Linked DNA regions of Danio rerio: region 2 is linked to region 1. The links are chromatin contacts, called in public HiCAR-type maps. All regions are on one chromosome and are shown on one strand. The core of a region is the stretch at or near the end of the contact, and the rest is flanking DNA. Distances in the headings are between cores, read along the strand shown. Region 1 holds the start of sowahca (sosondowah ankyrin repeat domain family Ca). Region 2 holds the start of septin10 (septin 10).

Region 1 (5,254 bases), core at 1,592-4,091:
GAAAAATTATTTCATATTTAAAGCCCCTTAACTATCACTGTCCCATTAGCAGGATGTTTACCTCGCTATGTAGAATCTAAATCCCAATTCTAACACGACAAGCTAAATATTGATAGTTATTAGTTATAGTAAGAAATCAAAACACATTCCCTCTCACTCCTCAAACTGTGGGATCATTTGAGGTTACATCTTTAAGCCATAACACTGCAGTCTAAACATGAAAAACTAAGTATATATCATTACTTTGCTACAGCAATCCACATGTAAATGTTTTTTAGGCTAAATTTAAACCAAATACCACCAAACTGCCCATACTGCTACTGAATTTCAAGCATACTTTACAAATATTGTCAAAAGTATTAAAAAATATGATTCATATTCCTCACAACACACACAAAAACAGGTCATCAATGGTCCAATATTCATCCACTCGTCTCATTTTCGACTTAGTCTCTTTGTTAATCTGGGGTCGTCACAGCGGAATGAACCGCCGACTGATCCAGCATTTGTTTTACGCAGCGGATGCCCGTCCAGCTGCAACCCATCACTGGGAAACATCCAAACACACTTAATCACACTCACATCACTACTAATTTATAGTGCATGTGTTTGAACAGTGGGGGAAACCGGAGCACGCCAACACGGGGAGAACATGCAAACTCCACACAGAAACACCAACTGAGCTGAGCTGAGGCTCGAACCAGCGAGCTTCTTGCTGTGAGGAGATTGTGCGACTCACTGCATCACCATGATGCCATGGTCCAATATAAGGTCATCCATTTAGCCTGAACGCCTGAACCTGGTGGTCATGTCTGGTACTGTGTAACAGAGGCCAGCTAGTAAGTGCTGTGCAGGTAAGCCTCCTTGGTAGAGCATCCGACTCCCATGCGGAAGGTCGCCGGTTCGAATCCAGCTTGGAGCAGGTTGGGTGGTGTAGAACCGGTGGGGTTTCATTGGTGTTGTGACCCGGATAGGAGTGAAGTTTAGGGGGGTGAGTGTAACAGAGGCCAGCTACTACTTGCTAAGCAGGTAAACCTCACTCCTCTGACCTCTAAATGTGCTCTAGTGACAGATGCTAGTGTCCATGGTCTTAACCCTCCTTGGTAGTGCATCTGGCTCCCATGCGGAAGGTTGTCGGTTCGAATCCAGCTTGGAGCGGTTTGGAGATATCATCTTCAAATTTGGATTATTATTAGTTCAGACACTCAGATTGGATTTTCAGTCATATTTGGGCTAAAGCAGGTTTTAAAAAATAATTTCATGTAATATAATGAAAATATACATTATTGTTTTATTATTATGTTATTAGTGACGATTGACAATTATTGAATTAGTATTAAATTAATTTAAGTTAATTTGTTAACATCTAAAAAAAAGTATTTGAGGGTTTTGTGAACCTTTAATAACTACATTACACAAGACTTTTACTACTTTTAAGTACTTTTACTTTCAGTACTTGAGTAGTAAACTTTGCAATAAACTGCAATACTTCAGTACAAGAAATGTTGAATACTTTAGTGCTTCCACTTCAGTATAATGCTTGAAGAGCACTTCAACTTCTACTCAAGTCCCTTTTTTGATAGAGCACTTGTACTTTTATCAAGTCTGGGTCTCTAGTCCTTTATACACCTCTGAGAAAACAGTGCTCCTGAACACATGAAAAACTTAACATTAGCAACAAATTAAAGCCTGTGACTATGTACGCTTTCAAGCTAATTTAAAACCATTTAGTCTTTAAAAAAGCATTTGTAGCTTTAAAAGCACAGCTCACGCAAAAAATGAAAGTTCTGTATTCATTCATGCACACTCGTCTCAAACCCTGTTGAACACAAAAGAAGACGTTTTGAAGAATGATGTCAACCTGTAACCATCGACTGAAAGTGTTTGTATTTCCTACACTGGAATGCAATGGTTACTGGTTTTTGGCTTTCTTTATAACATCTTATTTTGTGAACAGAAGAAACTCAAACCTTTAAAACAGGAGAGTAAATAGTATTTTTGGGTGAACTATCTGTTTAAGTGAAATTATATTCACACTGCGATATATCACAATGTCAGCTTTTTAATTCAGTATCATGCAGCCACACACATACACACAAACAGGGTTGTTTTTGTGAATTGTGGGGACATTGCATTGGTTTTCATTGTTTTTAAACTGTACAAACTGTATTTGATCTCAATCTCCCTATAGCAGTGTCCTCATAATTCACCTTCTCCAGTAATATCAGTGTTACACATGTCATTATACACATTTGTGTCCTGATATGTCACAACACACACACACACACACACCTGCTTCTCCTGGAGCTGGAGGTCGCTGACTGCTCTGTTAATCTCCTCTTTATCTTTACACATCATTTCTCCATCTTTATCTTCATTTGTATCTCCATCTTCCTCTTTGTCATCATCATCATCATCTTCTTGATCGCCATCTCCGCTGCGCGCCTCCGGGAATCGGTACTTCTTCTTCAAACACACCACCTTCTCTCCGTTCTCCTGCTTCACATACGCGATGTTGTCCACGAAGCGCTTGAATTTCTCCTTCAGCGCGGCTCTGTTCGTGTTTTCCCCGCTCAGGATGAGTTTGAAATGCGCCACGAGCTCCTTGTTCCTGACGCGTCCGCCGCTCTCCAGCAGAAAGTCCAGCACCGACTCCTGCGTGACCTGCTCCGCCGCCTTCAGCATCTCAGAGCCGGCCTGCGGTAAATCTGTGCGCCGCTGATGATGATGATGGTGGTGATGAACACATCGCGGACTGTCAGACAGGGGTCGGTAGAGTTGCAGCTTAGCAACACTGGAACACATTCACTGCTGGGAAACTGCAGCGCAGCGGCGCTCATTCGGGCTCTTAAAGGGTCAGTTCACAATAACATTCTGATATCGTTTAAAGGCCCCGTAAAATTAAAATGTTAATAGATGTTAGTAAGAGTTTTGTTTGTTAAAAAGCTAGTTTGATCCAAAAACAGTGACTAAATCCGCGTTTAGGAGATGTAAAACGGTATAAACATGTACTGTTTGTAGTTTGTCACTGGAAGTATAGTAGTAGTCAATATTTGAAGTGGATCAAAAACATCTTAATACGATTTAACCCGAATCTTAATACGATTTTTGAATATGGCATGAGAAAAAAGTAATAAAAATTACTAATTTCTAGTTAATTATTATTAATTTTTTTTTGCAAAATAATTTTGCAAGTGTTTTAACCTTCACTTGAGCTGGGTTTAGACTTGTGTGGAAAAGTGCAGTGGCGGTTCAAGTTTAAGTGGCACCCTGGGCGAAACTTCCCCAAACATACCCCCTCCGCATTCCCCCAAGAAATAAAGACACTATGTGGTTGACTTTATATATATATATATATATATATATATATATATATATATATATATATATATATATATATATATATATATATATATATATATTTATTTATTTATTTATTTATTTATTTATTATTTTTTAATATATACATTTAAAATATTATTAAATAAATTTAAATATATTTATTTGTTTGCAATAAATATAACAATTTGTTTATTATTATTATTAGGGACCGAGCACCGAAACGGTGCGTAGGCCCTATTGGAATTGCTCTGTTTATTATTATTAGGGACCGAGCACCGAAACGGTGCGTAGGCCCTATTGGAATTGCTCCGTTTTTTATTATTATTATTATTATTAGGGACCGAGCACCGAAACGGTGCAAGGCCCTATTGGAATTGCTCCGTTTATTAGGGACCGAGCACCGAAACGGTGCGTAGGCCCTATTGGAATTGCTCCGTTTTTTATTAGGGACCGAGCACCGAAACGGTGCGTAGGCCCTATTGGAATTGCTCCGTTTATTATTATTAGGGACCGAGCACCGAACGGTGCAAGGCCCTATTGGAATTGCTCCGTTTCTTATTATTCTTCTTCTTCTTCTTCTTCCGCGGAATGAATCGCGGTTTTGAGGGGCTAAACATGCCCGAAAACTCACGGAACTTTGCACACGCCTCAGAAGTGGCGAAAATTTACGTTTATTATGGGTCTCGGAAAGAGGTGTGGCAAAATGACTCGACAGCGCCACCTAGAAAATTTAAACGGACGAGCCCCCGATCCACGAATCACGCACATGCACGAAAATTGGCACACACCTCAAACATGCGAAAACATACGAAAAAGTCTCTTGGAGCCATATCTTAAACCCAACAGGAAGTCGGATATTTTTGACTTCCTGCAGCGAAAAAGTGGCGTTTTTGCCATTTCCAGGCGTTGTATTTTAACGAACTCCTCCTAGGGATTTTATCCGATCGACACCAAAATTGGGTTTTGTCATCTAAAGGCCTTGGCGATGTTAAATTGCGAAGCTTTAGAGTTTTCGTCGATGGGCGTGTCCGTGGCGGCCTCGTAAACTTTGACGATTCGCCACAAAAGAGGAAGTCGTTATAACTCAGACACGCATTATCCGATCTGCCTCAAAATTCACACGTTTGATAAGAGTCCTGACCTGAACACGTTTACATGCCGATATCCAGATACAGTTTTAGCGCCACCTGCTGGCCACAGGAAATGACATGTTTTACAGTATCACAAACTCCTCCCACAAATTTTATCGTATCAGCACCAAATTTGAGTGGTGTTATCTGAAAGCTCTAGCGATGATATATTGTGAAGATCTAGAGTTTTCACAGAGGGGCGTGTCCGTGGCGGCATGACAAACCTCAACGCTTCGCCATGGAACAGGAAGTCCTTATAACTCAACCACACAATGTGCGATCTGCCTGAAACTTCACAAGGTTGATAAAAGTCCTCTCCTGAACACATCTTCATAACAATATTTAAGTGGGCGTGGCAAAATGACTCTACAGCGCCACCTACAAAAATTAATCGGACGAGCCCCCGATATACAAATCACGCACATGCACGAAAATTGGCACACACTTCAAACATGCCAAAACATACGAAAAAGTCTCTTGGAGCCATATCTCAAACCCAACAGGAAGTTGGTTATTTTTAACTTCCTGCGGCGAAAAAGTGGCATTTTTGCCATTTCCAGGCGTTGTATTTTAACGAACTCCTCCTAGGGATTTTATCTGATCAACACCAAAATTTGGTTTTGTCATCTAAAGGCCTTGGTGATGTTAAATTGTGAAGCTTTAGAGTTTTCATCGATGGGCGTGTCCGTGGCGGCCTTGCAAACTTTGACGATTCGCAACAAAACAGGAAGTCGTTATAACTCAGGCAAGCATTATCCGATCTGCCTCAAAATTCACACATT
Region 2 (5,254 bases), core at 1,875-4,374, 67 kb after region 1:
TGATATATTGTGAAGATCTAGAGTTTTTGCAGAGGGGTGAGTCCGTGGCGGCATGAAAAACCTCAATGCTTCGCCATGGAACAGGAAGTCCTTATAACTACACCACACAATGTCCGATCTGCCTGAAACTTCACATGGTTGATAAAATTCCTCTCCTAAACACATCCACAGAACAATATTGAGTCAGTCATAGCGCCGCCTGCTGCCAGAGGGTAGTTTGGCTCATAACTTAGCCACACAATGTCTGACCTGCCTGAAACTTCACATGGTTGATTAAATTCTTCTACTGAAGGCATCTACATGCCAATCTTGAGTCAGTTATAGCGCCACTTGCTGGCAGAAGGTAGTTTGCATTATAACTCAACCACACAATATCCGATCAGCCTGAAACTTCACATGGTTGATGAAAGTACTCTCCCGTGCACATCTACATAATTATATTGAGTCTTTCATAGCGCCACCTGCTGGTAGAAGGTAGTTTGGCTTATAACTCAGCCACACAATGTCTGATCTGGCTGAAAATTCACATGGTGGATAAGATTCCTCTACTGAAGACATCTACATGCCAATCTTGAGTCACAGTCATAGCGCCACCTGGTGACAGGAGGAAGTTTGACATAAATTTGTGATTTTCTCGGGTTCTTTATATACATCGGCTTAAATTAATATTGTTCGCTGTTCTCTGTCATCCTGAGGCCACCGGACGGCGGTGAGCCCGGGTGCGAGGTCCCTATCATCGCTGCTTGCAGCTTTAATTATACAATTATTATTCTAAATAAATAACAGAAATCAATCCTAAATGTAAGTGAAAAACAATGTAAAGACACAACTGGAGTAATATTCTAAGACATTTGCATGATTATTAATTATGACAGTTCTATAGAATACAAAAAATATATATGTTTTACAGAATTATCTGTTGTCTTAGACTTGACGCATGACCAAGAATTAATGTTATGAACAAGTTGCCTTCATGACTGATTATTCCTCTTTTCTGCTTTATAGCCATGCTTAGTCAAAGTAACATCATCATCATATTATATAACTTTAGTTTTGTCAACTTGCATCGGCGTGCATGTATACAACCAGTATCAGGATCAGTGCGTGTGAGTGTCAATTTGTTTTCATCGGCGTTCTTTCGGTTGCACAAAACAACAAACTTGCATGTGCAAAAGACGCCAAATATGAATGGCCACTAATGTCTTATATCTGCGATAACCACTCTAAACTAATACACTTGCATTAAGTAGATATCAAAGATTTTACTTGGGCACTTTTTTCTCACCTCTTCCCTATGCCCCCCAGCAAGATGTCGCACTTGGCCATCGCCCATATTGCCCATGCCTAAATCCGTCACTGGAGAAGTGAAACACATCTGCCAAATAATCTGTGATGTAGTGTGCAGTACACGCTCTGCATTATGATTGCCTTGTTTACTGTTGGTTGCTAGGTTACCAATACTACAGTCAGCCACTCTAACAATTTAGTGGAAATGCAGCTAATTTATATATGGGATTTTCTTGATGTTAGGATAAAACCCTGAGTAATGGACGATTGTTTCCCACATTCTTTATAATATCTTGTTTTGTGTTCAACAGAGGAAATGATTCATAAAAGTTTGGAACCACTTGAGTGTGAGCAAATCTTGCAGAACGTTTTATTTTTGGGTGAATTGTTGCTTTAATATACAAAGTGTTAGGACTTAAAAACGCTGGATCATTGTGTCGTAGGTCTCAAATGGTTTTATTTTAATGTTTTTTAAATAAATTATTTAATTTGCAAGTCACTCTGCATTTATTTTAAATGGTTTTGTAATTTCTTCATTCAAAATTATGTCTAAAAATCGAAATCTACAATACAGACCCATTCAAAGTAATATACTGCAGGTAAATTGGGTAATTATTCATTCATTTTCTTTTGGACTTAGTCCCTTTATTAAGCTGGGTTGGCCACAGTGGAATGAACCAACAACTATTCCAGCATATGTTTTACACACCAGATGCCCTTCCAGCTGCAACCCATCACTGGGAAACACCCATACACACTCATACACTTCGACCAATATAGTTGATCAATTCCCCTATAGTGCATGTCTTTGGACTGTGGGGGACACCAGAGCACCCGGAGGAAACCCACACCAACATGGGCAGAACATGCAAACTCCACACAGAAACACCAACTGTCCCAGCCGAGGATTGAAACAGCGACCTTTGCTGTGAGGCGATCATGCTACCTACTACTCAATTACAGAATAAATAAATGAATAGAATTGCAAACATGCTTCATATTATTATTATTTTGTACAATGTTATGTTTAAATATGCAAATAATCTACTGTTGAACTAAAAATGCAGTAAAGCACATACATTTCTAGCACAAAAAAATCTGAACATTGAAAGAATTCAGTTTCAAATAAACCAGTTTTATTTTATTTTTTAACATTAAAGTCAAATGTTTTTACAGAGTGACTTTTAGGAATCTCTTTTCATCACTTTATAATTTTTTTATTGCGAAATACAGTTTATTATTATTATTTATTTGTAGATAATACTAATAAATGTTTATATAATCTGGAAAAATATAAACATATTCTGTCCATCAGAATAAACATGAAGAAAACTCTATTTTAATGTCAGCACTGCTAAAGTGTTTCGGGACTAAACCCATTTTATTAAAACAGCCCTAAAGATATTAACATTTACACAAATGAACAGTGCTACTAATTTTTTTTTAAATAATTTGAGGAATGTCTAAAATCTGAAAACTGACGTGCATACATGGAAAAAGGGAGATTTTTAAAGCATGAATCCATTTGGAGCCGAAATGGCGTCCAGTTACACCACAAATCTGAGGGCGAGTCCGACTTTAGAACATACTACTTTAATGGGACAAGGGGGTGTTACTTCTACTCTGAAGAATACAAGTAGAAATTCACGAAATTGACTTGGAGTTGCTTCTTTAATTTAGCTGGTGTATATATGAAGTGTTACGAAAATGCTAGTCGTGGTACATGTCATGTGAAATGGTGATAATCTGTGGAGGAATATGGAAAAACAGCCCTCCCGCAGGCAGTGAAGTGGACGCGGCTCTTTTTCCAGTCTGCGCCCGCTGGAATTCATTGGACGAGGCGCGTCACGGTAACTTTTGCTGACTTTCATCAGACAGAAGCGACTTTTCAGCGACTCTCCACCGTTTTTCTGCGCTCCAATGGCCTCCTCAGACGTGCTTCGACAACCGGTGAGTGTGTGTGATCGACACGGTGAGGGGTTCAGTGTGTTTTCTCATCCCAACGCCAGATTCAACTTTCTGACGCGCCTGGGAGTGTCCGACGTTTGTTGCTATAAGGGATACAGCTGCGGCCGGATGTTAACGAGAAAATATTTATATTATTTATTAAATTGTACATTACTTGTATTTTATTAACGCCCGATCCTAAATCTACACCTCAGAGCAACGTTAAGTACTCTCTTGTTAACGTTAATTATAACCTGCTTAAATACTCACGAGCGCGCGCCCGATCGAACTGAAATAAACGATTAACGTCAATGTGATTGATTGATTGATTGATTAACTTGATTGATCGATTTGAAGTTAACCTGTGTCTGATTAACTGATCTAAATACGATTGAGCAGTCTGAATACTGACAACAGAAAATCAGATTTGTCAGCATGAATAGTAACTAACTTGCATCTGATTTATGAACATGATTATGAATACTTATCTCTGAATTATTAATCTTGAGTACAAATATTTGATCTTATCAACGTAAATTCAAGTAGTTTATGAATGTGTGACGTTTAGAGATGAATAAATGAGATGAGTGAATCTGACCGGTGATTCTGATTGTGTGTTCATAAATAAAACTGAATGCCATCGTGTTATAAACCAAACATTGCTTGTGTCTGATGTTCTGCATCTACTTATCAGTCTGAATACATTTATTAGAATTATTAATATCTGTATCTAAAATTAGGTTAAAATATCCATCAGAACATAAACATGATGAGGTATATTGGTGAGAATAGAACACATTGATTAAGCATTTAATTTACAATTTATTGGGTTTCTTAACGATTTATGTTTCTGAATATAACTATCAATCTCAATACAAATATTAAAAAACACTTTATTTTACGCTTTTAATGCATTTATAACTTTGAGTACTTTCTCAGTTTGAAATATAACTGATTAACTAATACTAAAACTACTTTGTGTAGGGAATTTGACTTTTTATTTTGTTGTTGCGTGCACATTTACAGATATAAAAGTCTGAAAATATAAGCAAATAAACTAATTAAATAAAAAGCAATTTAATAGACCACTCGAAAAGTCTCAGTTTGCCTGGATTTATTAGGCATGGGTTTGAGTAAAATGTTAGTATTTGTTTTATCCTATAAATTTAGGATAACATTACTTTCAAAGCTCATATACGAATAAAAAGTGAATGTAAGAGCATTTTCTTTTTCAAAACGTTTTCATTTGTTGTCTAATAATCAGGGTTATTCCACCAAAATATAGTTTTTTTTTTACTCTTCTGGACTAAAAATTGTGGAATTGTGCTGTCAAAAATTTATGAGACATAAAATCATGCACTTTTTTGGTTATTTTAATCTACAAAATGCCTTTAAAAGACATTTTTTATTTTTTATTTGAAGAAAGGTCATCATTAGCTTTACTCAAACACAACTATATGGTCATTCAGATTATTGAACAACTAAAAGTTTATCATTAGTTGTTGTATAAGACGGAAGGGTTGATTCTGCAAAACCCACCAGCATTACTGATCATTACACTGCTACTGGCCTCTAAACAATAAGACCAAAACGTTGAGCTGAGCTGTAATAATTGACTAATTCTTTAATTAAACATGATATATAAATATATATATTCACTAAGTAAAGACGTTTCGTAATACTTAGATGAGTCTATGTTATTATTGTTTGTTATCTGACAGTAACATACCTTGGAACGTTATGATCAACCAATCGGAAAGAAGTATTCCAGACATTAATACATTTTCCTTTAACTTAGTTCCTTTATTTATTAAAGAGCACATGCAAACTCCACACAAAAACGCCAACTGGCCTAGCCGGGACTAAAACCAGCGACCTTCTTGTTAAGAGGCCACAGTGCTAACCACTGAGCCACCGTTCTGATCGTATTCCAGACAGCACTGTAATCATTGTGTTTTTTTTAAAGGTGCCATGTTTTTTTTTGTTAATTGCTGAATCTGTAAACATGATCTGATTTGAG

The links. HiCAR-type assays count read pairs that join an accessible place to other places.
Region 2: a contact with region 1 is called in a HiCAR-type map of caudal fin, with 10 times the contacts expected there. The contact joins the promoter of septin10 here to the promoter of sowahca in region 1. A contact is called at or near these places in 3 of 4 datasets of contacts at active chromatin or transcription factors (caudal fin, embryo and gastrula embryo).

What each region holds. Positions count from the first base shown.
Region 1 is chr9:58,117,289-58,122,542 of GRCz12tu, forward strand. sowahca (sosondowah ankyrin repeat domain family Ca) reads right to left here and starts at 2,842. Exons shown (of 3, transcript XM_009305026.4): 1 at 2,293-2,842. The coding sequence starts at 2,805.
Region 2 is chr9:58,183,706-58,188,959 of GRCz12tu, forward strand. septin10 (septin 10) reads left to right here and starts at 3,125. Exons shown (of 10, transcript NM_001017557.1): 1 at 3,125-3,237. The coding sequence starts at 3,208.